2 separate regions of the Canis lupus genome follow, and region 1 is linked to region 2. A link is a contact called in public Hi-C data. All regions are on one chromosome and are shown on one strand. The core of a region is the stretch at or near the end of the contact, and the rest is flanking DNA. Distances in the headings are between cores, read along the strand shown.

Region 1 (5,127 bases), core at 851-3,350, 180 kb after region 2:
AGTAGGATAATAATAGCTGGTTCATAAAAAATCTGTTACCAGCCTGTCTAGCTTTAACTTATGAATCCTTAAGGATCCTACGAACTTATGCTGTGTCAGGCAAATCCTGTTGGTTTTCCTTCATGCTGATTCCCCTATTCATCCATTTTTCTCCTAAGTGGTCTCCTTGCAACCTTGTGCCTCTTCCATACATTTAGTGCACCAAACAGAAGGATATTTTTAAAATGTAAATCAGAACAAGGTACTTTAAAAAAAGATTTATTTATTTATTTATTTAAGAGAGAGAGGCAGGGCAAGGGCATACACAAGCAGAGGAAAAGGGAGAAGCAGACCCCCTCACTGAGCACAGAGCCTGACTTGGTGCTCAATCCCAGGACCCTGAGATCATGACCTGAGCCAAAGGCAGGTGCTTAACTGAGCCATCACGGTGCCTCTAGACCAAGATACTCTTAAAACTGTCCAGTGGTTTATCAGCACATTAGAATAGAAGTTAAACTTCTTGCCAGGGGCAGCCCAGGTGGCTCAGCGGTTTAGCGCTGCCTTCAGCCCAGGGCGTGATCCTGGAGACCGGGGATCGAGTCCCACGTCAGGGTCAGGCTCCCTGTATGGAGCCTGCTTCTCCCTCTGCCTGTGTCTCTGCCTCTCTCTCTCTCTGTGACTCTCATGAACGAATAAATAAAATCTTTAAAATAAAATAAAATAAACTTGCCAGGGATCCCGAGACCTGTGTGACCTTGCCCTGCCACCTCTGATGTTCTCTCAAAACTCACACACTCTTATTCATTGTAGTACAGCGCACTGCCTTTTCGCCTGTTCTTAAAGACAAGTTTTTATGAGCAATCGGGCCTTTGCAATCACTCTGCCTGCAAATCTTCAGCTAGCTATCGTTCAGATTTCAAATTAAAAGCAGTTCCTCAGTCTGGCTTTTTCTGATGGTTCAGTCTAAGACTGTTTTCCTTCCTCTGTCTCCCCTACTGTAGTGGGAGCTACAGGAAGGCGAGGACTTTCCCCCTCTTGTTCATCAGGGATCCCTACGGCCCAGTAACTGCATACACTAGCTGCTCAGGAAATACTGGTTGAATGAATGTATGCCTTTTGGTATAATTTGCCTTTATATTTTTTTAAATTTTTATTTATTTATGATAGTCACAGAGAGAGAGAGAGAGAGAGAGAGAGAGAGAGAGGCAGAGACACAAGCAGAGGGAGAAGCAGGCTCCACGCACCGGGAGCCTGACGTGGGATTCGATCCCGGGTCTCCAGGATCGCGCCCTGGGCCAAAGGCAGGTGCCAAACCGCTACGCCACCCAGGGATCCCATAATTTGCCTTTAAAGAAACCTTTCCCCTCTATCTGGTCTCCACTTACTGCTTAGTTTGCGTGGCACATTTCTTTAAGATTTTTATTTACTTATTCATGAGACACACAGAGAGAGAGGCAGAGACAGAAGCAGGCTCCATGCAGGGAGCCCGATGCGGGACTCGATCCTGGGACCGCGGGGTCACGCCCTGAGCCCAAGGCAGATGCTCAACCGCTGAGCCACCTGCCTCGCACCTTCCTGCATCGCGCATCGCGCATCGCGGGCGGGCGTAGGGCAGGTCCCGGCAGGTACTGGGGGTGGAGTCAATACGTACTTGCTGAGTGAGAATCCTAAAACCTAGAGTGCAGAGAATCGTTGCTGTAACACAAGCAAGGGACCGTGAAAGCCCCGGAGAAACCGAGATCAGGAAAGGGCAGGTGTCCGCCGGCAAGCCAAGGGTCGTTGCGGGTGGACCCGGGCTTTGGCAGGACAGCCTCTTGGCGTGGCCCGGGGGTGGGGGGGACCTAGTGGGCCTCACGCGGAAACTAAAAGAGACACTGCCCATGATAACAAGTTGTACTGGGTACCCAGCAGATTACCAGGTCCAGCCAATGCTCGCTGATTCTCGTCACAATTTCCGGGACGCATCAGATTGACCGTAGGCTCCCGTACTTCCTCAGCGCCGGGGGTCGTGCTCACGAACTACACTTCCCAGCATGCGTCGGAACGACGGCGGCCGGGGGTTCGGGGGCCGACTACATTTCCCGGCATGCCGTGTGTCGGCGCCCGTGCGACGCGCTCCAGCGGCCGGGCGAGGGCCTATCAGGGGCGGGCGGCGCGGCGGGCGCGGCGGGCGCCGGGGCTGGTTTGACGGAAGGAGCGGCGGCGGAGGATGGAGGCGGTGGTGTTCGTCTTCTCTCTCCTCGACTGTTGCGCGCTCATCTTCCTCTCGGTGTACTTCGTATCCTTGCCTGAGGCGGGCGGAGGCCGGCCGGGCCCGGCGCCCGGGGAATGGGGCTGAGGCGGGGCCGGGCAGGTGCGCGGGGGCACGGGCGGCCCGGCCGGGAGTGGGGCGGCGAGCCGGGCGGGAGGACGGCCTCGCAGGGGGGGGGCCGGGCCTGGGAGGCCGCCGCCGCCGCCGCGCACCGGCCCGGCCCTGAGCGGCAGAGCGGCGGGCCTCCCTGGCGGGCCGCGGGGACCTCTGCGTCCGGGCGCCCGGTGAGCGGCCGCCACGGGCCGCCTGTGGTCGCTGGGGGCGACAGTCGCCGCCGCCCTTGTCGGAGCGCCGCGGGACCTCGGGAGGCCTTGGCGGCCGGGCCCAGCCTGGGACGCGGGCGAAGTGCGGGGCGGGCGGGCGGGGCAGCCCCGTGCTGGGGGGCGGGGCATGCAGGGGGCCTGCGGGGGGAGCGGCCCTGTGCTGGGGGGTGGGGCGTGCAGGGGGGCCTGCTGGGGGGGCGGGGCATGCAGGGGGGCGTGCGGGGGGAGCGGCCCTGTGCTGGGGGGTGGGGCGTGCAGGGGGGCCTGCTGAGGGGGCGGGGCATGCAGGGGGGCCTGCGGGGGAGCGGCCCTGTGCTGGGGGGTGGGGCGTGCAGGGGGGCCTGCTGGGGGGGCGGGGCATGCAGGGGGGCCTGCCGGGGGAGCGGCCCTGTGCTGGGGGGTGGGGCGTGCAGGGGGGCCTGCTGGGGGGGCGGGGCATGCAGGGGGGCCTGCCGGGGGAGCGGCCCTGTGCTGGGGGGTGGGGCGTGCAGGGGGGCCTGCTGGGGGGGCGGGGCATGCAGGGGGGCCTGCGGGGGAGCGGCCCTGTGCTGGGGGGGGGGGCGTGCAGGGGGGCCTGCTGGGGGGGCGGGGCATGCAGGGGGGCCTGCCGGGGGAGCGGCCCTGTGCTGGGGGGTGGGGCGTGCAGGGGGGCCTGCTGGGGGGGCGGGGCATGCAGGGGGGCCTGCGGGGGAGCGGCCCTGTGCTGGGGGGTGGGGCGTGCAGGGGGGCCTGCTGAGGGGGCGGGGCATGCAGGGGGGCCTGCGGGGGAGCGGCCCTGTGCTGGGGGGTGGGGCGTGCAGGGGGGCCTGCTGGGGGGGCGGGGCATGCAGGGGGGGCCTGCGGGGGGAGCAGCCCTGTGCTGGGGGTCCGTGTGGGTGGGGGCGGATCAGCTCTGTGCTGGGGGGGCACCTGAGAGGGTCCGTGCAAGGGGGGGCGGGGTCCTCTGGGGAGGGAGCAGCCCTGTTCTAGGGGAGCTGTGCAGGGGTCCACGCGGGGGTGGGTCAGGGCCAAGCAACCCTGTGGGGGGTGGGAGGCTGCGGGGGGTGGGGGGGGGGGGGGGGGGGGGAGCAGCCCGGTGCTGGGAGGCTGTGCAGAAGGGACGGCGGGGTCGTTTTCGCGTGTGTCTGTTCCGAAGCAGCGCCCGCGTGGGAAACTTGTCCCGGTGCTGGTCCCCAGACTGGTGTCCAGGACGGTGCGTGATGGTTGGACCCGCACTCTGCTCTCATCCAGTCTTAGTCGCCATGCACCATCCAGTTGAAGTCATTAAAATGTTAGAACACCTGCGAGCTGTATCGTTTTTTCTTTGGAATTCATGTGCAACATGTGCTTTGTGATCGAAGTCAACGTTTTGTTGGCCAGCGTGCCCCGGCATAGGGTAGTTGTAGCCTGTGCAGCCAGCATGACCTTGTAGTGTGGAGTTTGCAGTCAGGACGCCTTACTTTTTCACGTTTACTGTCCACAGTACTGTGCACGGATCTCAGCCTCAGTTCTTGTCTTTATAATGGGACATGTTTCCTTCTCAGCTCTGGGTGTGCACAGCCAGAGCGTGGGTTCAGCACCCAGCACCCTGCCTGCCTCTCCTGCCCCAGTTCAGCTGCACTTGTCCCCTGCACTCATGAGTTATAGTGGGGAGAACCTTGAGTTGATTATGTTTTGTGTTTTAAGATTTTATTATATACTCCAAGCTCGGCTGGAATTCACAACGGCTGGATGAAGACTCATGTGCTGTGCCTGCAGAGCCAGTCAGTCGAGGGAGGACTTTGGGTTTTATTAGGTTTGGAACTGACTGAACTAGCAGAATCATGGGCCTAAGTTTTGACGACATGTGTCCTTCCCATGACTGGCACTGTAAGGAACTGGGATTTACAGAGAAATGAAAGATTTCTGTATTTGCACTTTGGAAAACTAGGCTTGATCATTTGAAATAGCCATGGACTTTACCAGTTTATTATGTACATAGGAAAACATTAGGTGGAATATTTGACTTAAACATTCAGGTATGTTTAGGGTGTGTTTTGATGAAATTAGCATGTTGTATTACAGTATTTTTGGATAGTTGTACTAGCTTAGTATAGAGGGAAGAGGTAGAAAGTGGTCAGGGTAGAGGTTCTGTAGGGTTAGAGGTTTTCGTGGACTTTGTACCACGAAGAATATGCACAGAAGGAAAGGGTGGATATTCAAAATCAGGCAGGAGCAAAAGTGAAGAGTTTATGGCATTTCTGGACTATCTGGAGGACATGCTTGATTTTGGTGGTAGAAGGTCTGGTGGGGAAGGCTGGATCAGCCAGTTTTGAAGGGCTTCTGAGTTCTAAGGCAGGGAGGGCTTTCACTTTTATCCTCTAGGCTATAGGGAACTGTTGAACATTTTTGACACAGATGGTGTTTTAGGGAGCTGAAACTGCAGAGTAGGTTGGAAATGCGAAGACTGGAAGGCAGACCGTTGGGGAATGGGCCCATGTGGGTTTGCAACACTGCTTGACTGTGAGCAAGTGAAAGGAGGGACTAACTGGAGAATGAGGAGGAAGGGATTGCCCCAACCTGCTGATGACTGGTTGTGGGCTATGAAACAGAAGA
Region 2 (5,741 bases), core at 2,965-5,464:
CCCTCTACCCCTCCCCACCCCTGCTTTCACGCGCGTGCACACATACACACACACACTCTCTCTCAAATAAATAAATGAATCTTTAAAAGAAATCAAACTTGAATGAGGTTTCATCTCAGACCAAACTGTAATAGGTTTCATGAAGAGAGAGCAATATCCTAAGTAGAAAAGGGAACTTACAATCTATCGTGACAATGAACAAACATTTCATAAATTTGCAAATGTATCAGAAACATTGAGCATAAAGCATTTAGGGAATGCTAAACATGGTGGGGGCAGAAAAACTAAAGAAATAACTCCAAAGGGTTTCAGTGTGCAACAAGATAGACAAGTGACCAGTTGTTTACAAGCCAGTGAAGGGGCAAAGAATGTCAATTCTTTTTTAAAAAAATGTTTAATTTAAATTCAGTTAACATATAGTTTATTATTTGTTTTAAGGGTAGAATTTAGTGATTCAGCAGTTGCATAAAACACCCAGAACAGGGACACCTGGGTGGCTCAGCAGTTGAGCATCTGCCTTTGGCCCAGGGCGTGATCCCAGGGTCCCTGGATCGAGTCCCACATCGGGCTCCCTGCATGGAGCCTGCTTCTCCCTCCGCCTGTTTCTGCCTTTCTCTCTCTCTCTCTCGGTCTCTCATGAATAAATAAATAAAATCTTAAAAAAAAAAAAAAAAAGAAAAAACACCCCACACTCATTACATCACGTGCCCTCCTTACTACTCATCACTTGGAAGTGTGCCCATTCTGACCCACAACCCTCCAAGTGTCACCCCCCGACCCCATTAATCTTGCTTGAGTTGTCCCCTTGCCTTAGCCCCTTCTCACTCTTAGCTTTTCCTGCAATTTCTGCATCTATGACGTAACCCTTAGGTTCCAAACCAGAGCTGCAAAAAAAGGGACACACTGGAGACTTTAAGACCCAGGGCTAAGAAAACAAAGCTTCAAGATTCAGTCATCTGTGCACCCTGATCTTTGTTATGGGATATGATAAGGATACAAAAACCCAGAAATACTGTTACCTTAAAAATAAAAGTTAGTCACTTTACCTGCGAAAGTGGAATAGCAGAGAATGGCAGTTTGGGACCTGCGAGCTATGGCAAGACCATAGACAAGTCCAACCAACAAAGGAGACGAACATTGTTTTATGGGCAAAGAGGAGGAGGCTGGGAGGGGTTGTTCTGAAGCAAAGTCCGCTGGAGAAAAGGCAGAGTTGAGGGTGATGGTGACTTGTCACTGGCTGAGCTGCAGGGGTGCTCACTTCTTGCGGGAGTTGTAGCGCCCATCTTTCCCATTGGGGCCTGGAGTTCAGGATTCTTCCTGGTTGAGGGTTCTTCTGTTGGGTTTGACACTGACCCTGAGTCATGGGGCTGCCTCTTTCAGCCTCCCCTTCTGCACCCAGAATCCACCTTGGTGACCTTTCCCTTTACGGACTTTCACAAATACTACCTCCAAAAAGTTTTCATTCTGAAATAATTGCTAGATAGTACAAGTCTACTCTTCATCCAGATTCACCACTTGTTAACAGTTATCATATTTGCTTTATTACTCTCATTCTCTATGGAGCTATTAAGATCAAATTGAGATATGCCCCTTCACCCCTAAATATTTCAATATGTATTTTCTGAGAACAAGGACATTCTCTGACAAGAGCACAATAAAATTATCCAAATCAAAAGATGTAATATGATCACAATATTATCTAATACATAATCCACATTCAAATTTTGCCAATTGTCACAATAATGTTGTTTTTAGGTATTTTTCCTAATCCAGGATCCAATTCAGGATCATCCATGACTGCAATTACCTTCCCTTCTCAGTCTCTCCTAACCTGGCACGAATCTCCATTCCTTGTCTTTCATGACAATGCTTTTGAGGAGCATGGAACAATCAGCCAGATTGGCCCATTTCAAATAACGGTTATGCTTCCTTTTTTTCTTTTTTCAGGAATACTATCTTGTGTCACTTCTTTTGAGGATATCATATCAGGAGGTATGTGGTGTCCATTCCTCTCAAAACGCTGGATATTAATGTTAATGATTTGATTATGGTAGTGTCCACCAAATTTCTCTATTGCAAACTTTTTATTTTTGCAAGTAATATGCAATTTGTAGGGAGTTATTTTGAGACCACCTAAATATTACGTTCCACCTACCTTTACTTTCTCCTTTTAGCATTTTTTTGAGGACTCTTGCCTCAATCAATTCTCTGTTGAGACACACCCTGTCCCCCACCCCACTAATCCTCTGCCTGCCAGGATTTACTACCCCAGCAGGACCTCCCCCTCCATCCCCCTCCCTGTCCCCACAGCAGGCTGCCTGTTGCTCTCCCATCCCTCACCAGGACCCCACCCCTCACAACGCAGGATGCCTCTCCCTCCTCCCACCCTGCCCCCCCCAACCAGGACACCTCTCCCTCTGCATCCCCCAGCAGGCCCTCCCCCCCATCTTGTCCCCACAGCAGGCTGCCTCTCGCTCTCCCATCCCTCTCCCTCTGCCCCCCCCCCAAGCAGGACGCTTCTCCCCCTGCATCCCCCAGCAGGACCTCCCCCCTCACCTCATCCCCACAGCAGGCTGCCTCTTGCTCTCCCATCCCTCACCAGGACCCCGGCCCCCCCCAACGCAGGATGCCTCTCCCTCCTCCCACCCTGCCCCCCCCAAGCAGGTCGCTTCTCCCCCTACATCCCCCAGCAGGACCTCCCCCCTCACCTCATCCCCACAGCAGGCTGCCTCTTGCTCTCCCATCCCTCACCAGGACCCCGGCCCCCAGGAACGCAGGATGCCTCTCCCTCCTCTCACCCTGCGCCCCCCCCCAAGCAGGTCGCTTCTCCCCCTGCATCCCCCAGCAGGACCTCCCCCAACCTCGTCCCCACAGCAGGCTGCCTCTCGCTCTCCCATCCCTCTCCCTCCGCCCCCCCCAAGCAGGTCGCTTCTCCCCCTGCATCCCCCAGCAGGACCTCCCCCCACCTCGTCCCCACAGCAGGCTGCCTCTCGCTCTCCCATCCCTCTCCCTCCACCCCCCCCAAGCAGGACGCTTCTCCCCTGCATCCCCCAGCAGGACCTCCCCCCCCACCTCGTCCCCACAGCAGGCTGCCTCTCGCTCTCCCATCCCTCTCCCTCCGCCCCCCCCCCCAAGCAGGACGCTTCTCCCCCTGCATCCCCCAGCAGGACCTCCCCCCCCACCTCGTCCCCACAGCAGGCTGCCTCTCGCTCTCCCATCCCTCTCCCTCCGCCCCCCCCCCCAAGCAGGACGCTTCTCCCCCTGCATCCCCCAGCAGGACCTCCCCCCACCTCGTCCCCACAGCAGGCTGCCTCTCGCTCTCCCATCCCTCTCCCTCCACCCCCCCCAAGCAGGACGCTTCTCCCCTGCATCCCCCAGCAGGACCTCCCCCCCCACCTCGTCCCCACAGCAGGCTGCCTCTCGCTCTCCCATCCCTCACCAGGACCCCGGCCCCCGCCAACGCAGGATGCCTCTCCCTCCTCTCACTCTGCCCCCCCCCAAGCAGGACGCTTCTCCCCCTGCATCCCCCAGCAGGACCTCCCCCCCCACCTCGTCCCCACAGCAGGCTGCCTCTCGCTCTCCCATCCCTCTCCCTCCGCCCCCCCCCCCCCCCCCAAGCAGGACGCTTCTCCCCCTGCATCCCCCAGCAGGACCCTCCCCTCCCCCCGCCCCACTCCCGGCCCCCGGAGCCCCGCGCACCGCCCCGTGCCGCCCCCCCACCCCCACCCCAATGCTGCCCTGTGGGTCTGGCCTCTTGCATTCAGCACGGTGTTTCCCAGGTCCATCCGCCCGGTGGCCCTGATGAGTACTCACTCCCCGCCGTCCGCCTGAAGGGACCGCCCGACTGCACCGGCGACCACGCGCTGCCCACGTCGCGTCCACACTCGCCAGGCAACACTACTCCCCGCCCGCGTCAGGAGGCGCGCCCAGAAAGCCGCCCCCGCGGGCTGCACTCGGGCAGGCAGGGCTCCCTCGCCCTCCGGTCCTTGCCGGCCTCGGGTCGGAGGGCTTCCAAAGGCCCCGTTCCCGGGACGGAGGAGGCCCGGCCACCCCGCCACCCCGACCGCGGACCCCGAGACCCGCTCGCGCCGCCTCGCTCCGCGCAGACCCCGCCCCCTCGGCGGCCCCGCCCCCCCGCGGCCCGGGGCGGAAGTGACGCACCGGAAGCGGCCCTGGTCCCCTTGCAGTGGGGGGAAGGAATCAAACCCCCAAGATGGCGGCGGCGTCGGAGGAGCGGATGGCTGAGGAAGGAGGCGGCGGCCACGGCGACGGCGGCCCCTCTTCGGCCGTCGGCTCTGCCCAGCGACTGCCCCCCCCGCCCCCGCCCCCGGCCCCGCAGCCGGGCTCCCAGGCGCCCCCAGCCCCGGCGCTGGCTCCCGACCAGCTGCCTCAAAACAACACGCTGGTGGCGCTGCCCATCGTAGCCATCGAGAACATCCTCAGCTTTATGTCCTACGACGAAATTAGCCAGCTCCGCCTGGTGAGGCCCCCGCGGGACCCCCGCCGCCCCCTCCGCCGGCCGCGGTCTGGGGAGGGGCGGAGCGGGGAGCGCGTCCCCAGGGGAGGGAGCCACAGCCGGCTCCAGTACGCGGGGTGCCGGCGCCGGGCGGCGGAGGCGTCCCCTTCCTGCCGCGGGGCTGGGGGCTCGCCGCCCCCGCCGGGAGCCGGGCGTCCCAGCGCCGGCCCGCGGCTCCGGTCGCCCCTTGGGTGCTCCGGCGCCCGGCCCCGCGGCCCGGCCGGCCAGGTTCGGTGGGTCGGCAGGAAGCGCGCACTGTGCCCAGCCTGGCCCCCCGCAGCCCCGGACCCAGGTCTCCCTGTCGGAGGAGATGGAGAAGGGTCGGCGAGGCCTCCCCACACCCGGGGGGCCCGGGGGGCCCGGGGGCCCGGGGGGCGTGAGCTCCGGGGGGGGCCCGCTCCCCAGGTGACCCGTAACGTAGAGCCCACCGAGAGCGCGTCCGGCTCGGCCTCGCCCGGCACTCCGCCCTCGGGGAGCACCTCGCCCCTGGACAGGGTTGGTTTCTCTCGCAGTTCGTGTTCTAACTAGTGACTTAACGCCCACCCGCCAGCTTCAAATCTCAGGAGTTGAGTGGCTTCCAGGACGGACCGACGAGCCGGTGGGCTTCGACCTCGCCCCCTCCCCCCACCCCCGCCTTCCCTGGAGGGGGTGACGAACCGCTTGGTTCAGGGACGTGTTTTGCTTCCTGTCGGGGAATTTATCTTTAAGTGGGAAGGAAATCGAAGGAGGTGGACATGTTGGAGAGATCGCACACCGATTCTGTGTAGGAGCTAAATCTGTGCGGGGATTGTTTTTAAGAGGACAAAGACGTATTTCTGAATGTACAGCGTACAGCATTTTCCCCTTCACGGGCCACACTCTGGGTGTACACTTGCAGTTTTAACGGGATGATAATTGCGCTTTTGAAAGGGAACCATACTTTTTAAAGAAAGTTTATAAATTCTGGCACAAACTGATGACCCAAGGTTTTTTTTTTTCCAGTGAACCCAGCGGTTCTGCCCCTCCACCCCCGACCCCCCAGTCTGCAAGAATGGAAGATTCTTCGGTGGAAAAGTCATATTTCAAAATTGATTGTCCCTGAATTCCCATACATGTCATCCTAGAATTCCATATAGAATCTTAAATGTTCTTTCCGGTGTTTATAAAGGATGGTCTTTGATCGAGGTTCATGGTGTCTGGAAACTGGGCATAACATTTGATTGGATTGAGCCTCAGTCAGACAATG

Evidence for each region. A called contact is a pair of places that touch in the nucleus more often than the background predicts.
Region 1: a contact with region 2 is called in a Hi-C map of blood, with 4 times the contacts expected there. The contact joins the promoter of CNIH4 here to the promoter of FBXO28 in region 2. A contact is called at or near these places in 2 of 9 Hi-C or Micro-C datasets (blood and liver).

What each region holds. Positions count from the first base shown.
Region 1 is chr7:39,974,854-39,979,980 of UU_Cfam_GSD_1.0, reverse strand. It overlaps CNIH4 (protein cornichon homolog 4), which reads left to right and starts at 2,100. Exons shown (of 5, transcript XM_038542875.1): 1 at 2,100-2,257. The coding sequence starts at 2,189.
Region 2 is chr7:40,152,703-40,158,443 of UU_Cfam_GSD_1.0, reverse strand. FBXO28 (F-box only protein 28) reads left to right here and starts at 4,214. Exons shown (of 5, transcript XM_038542887.1): 1 at 4,214-4,480. The coding sequence starts at 4,214. It overlaps LOC102157245 (a long non-coding RNA gene), which reads right to left and starts at 4,105. Exons shown (of 5, transcript XR_005362327.1): 1 at 3,814-4,105.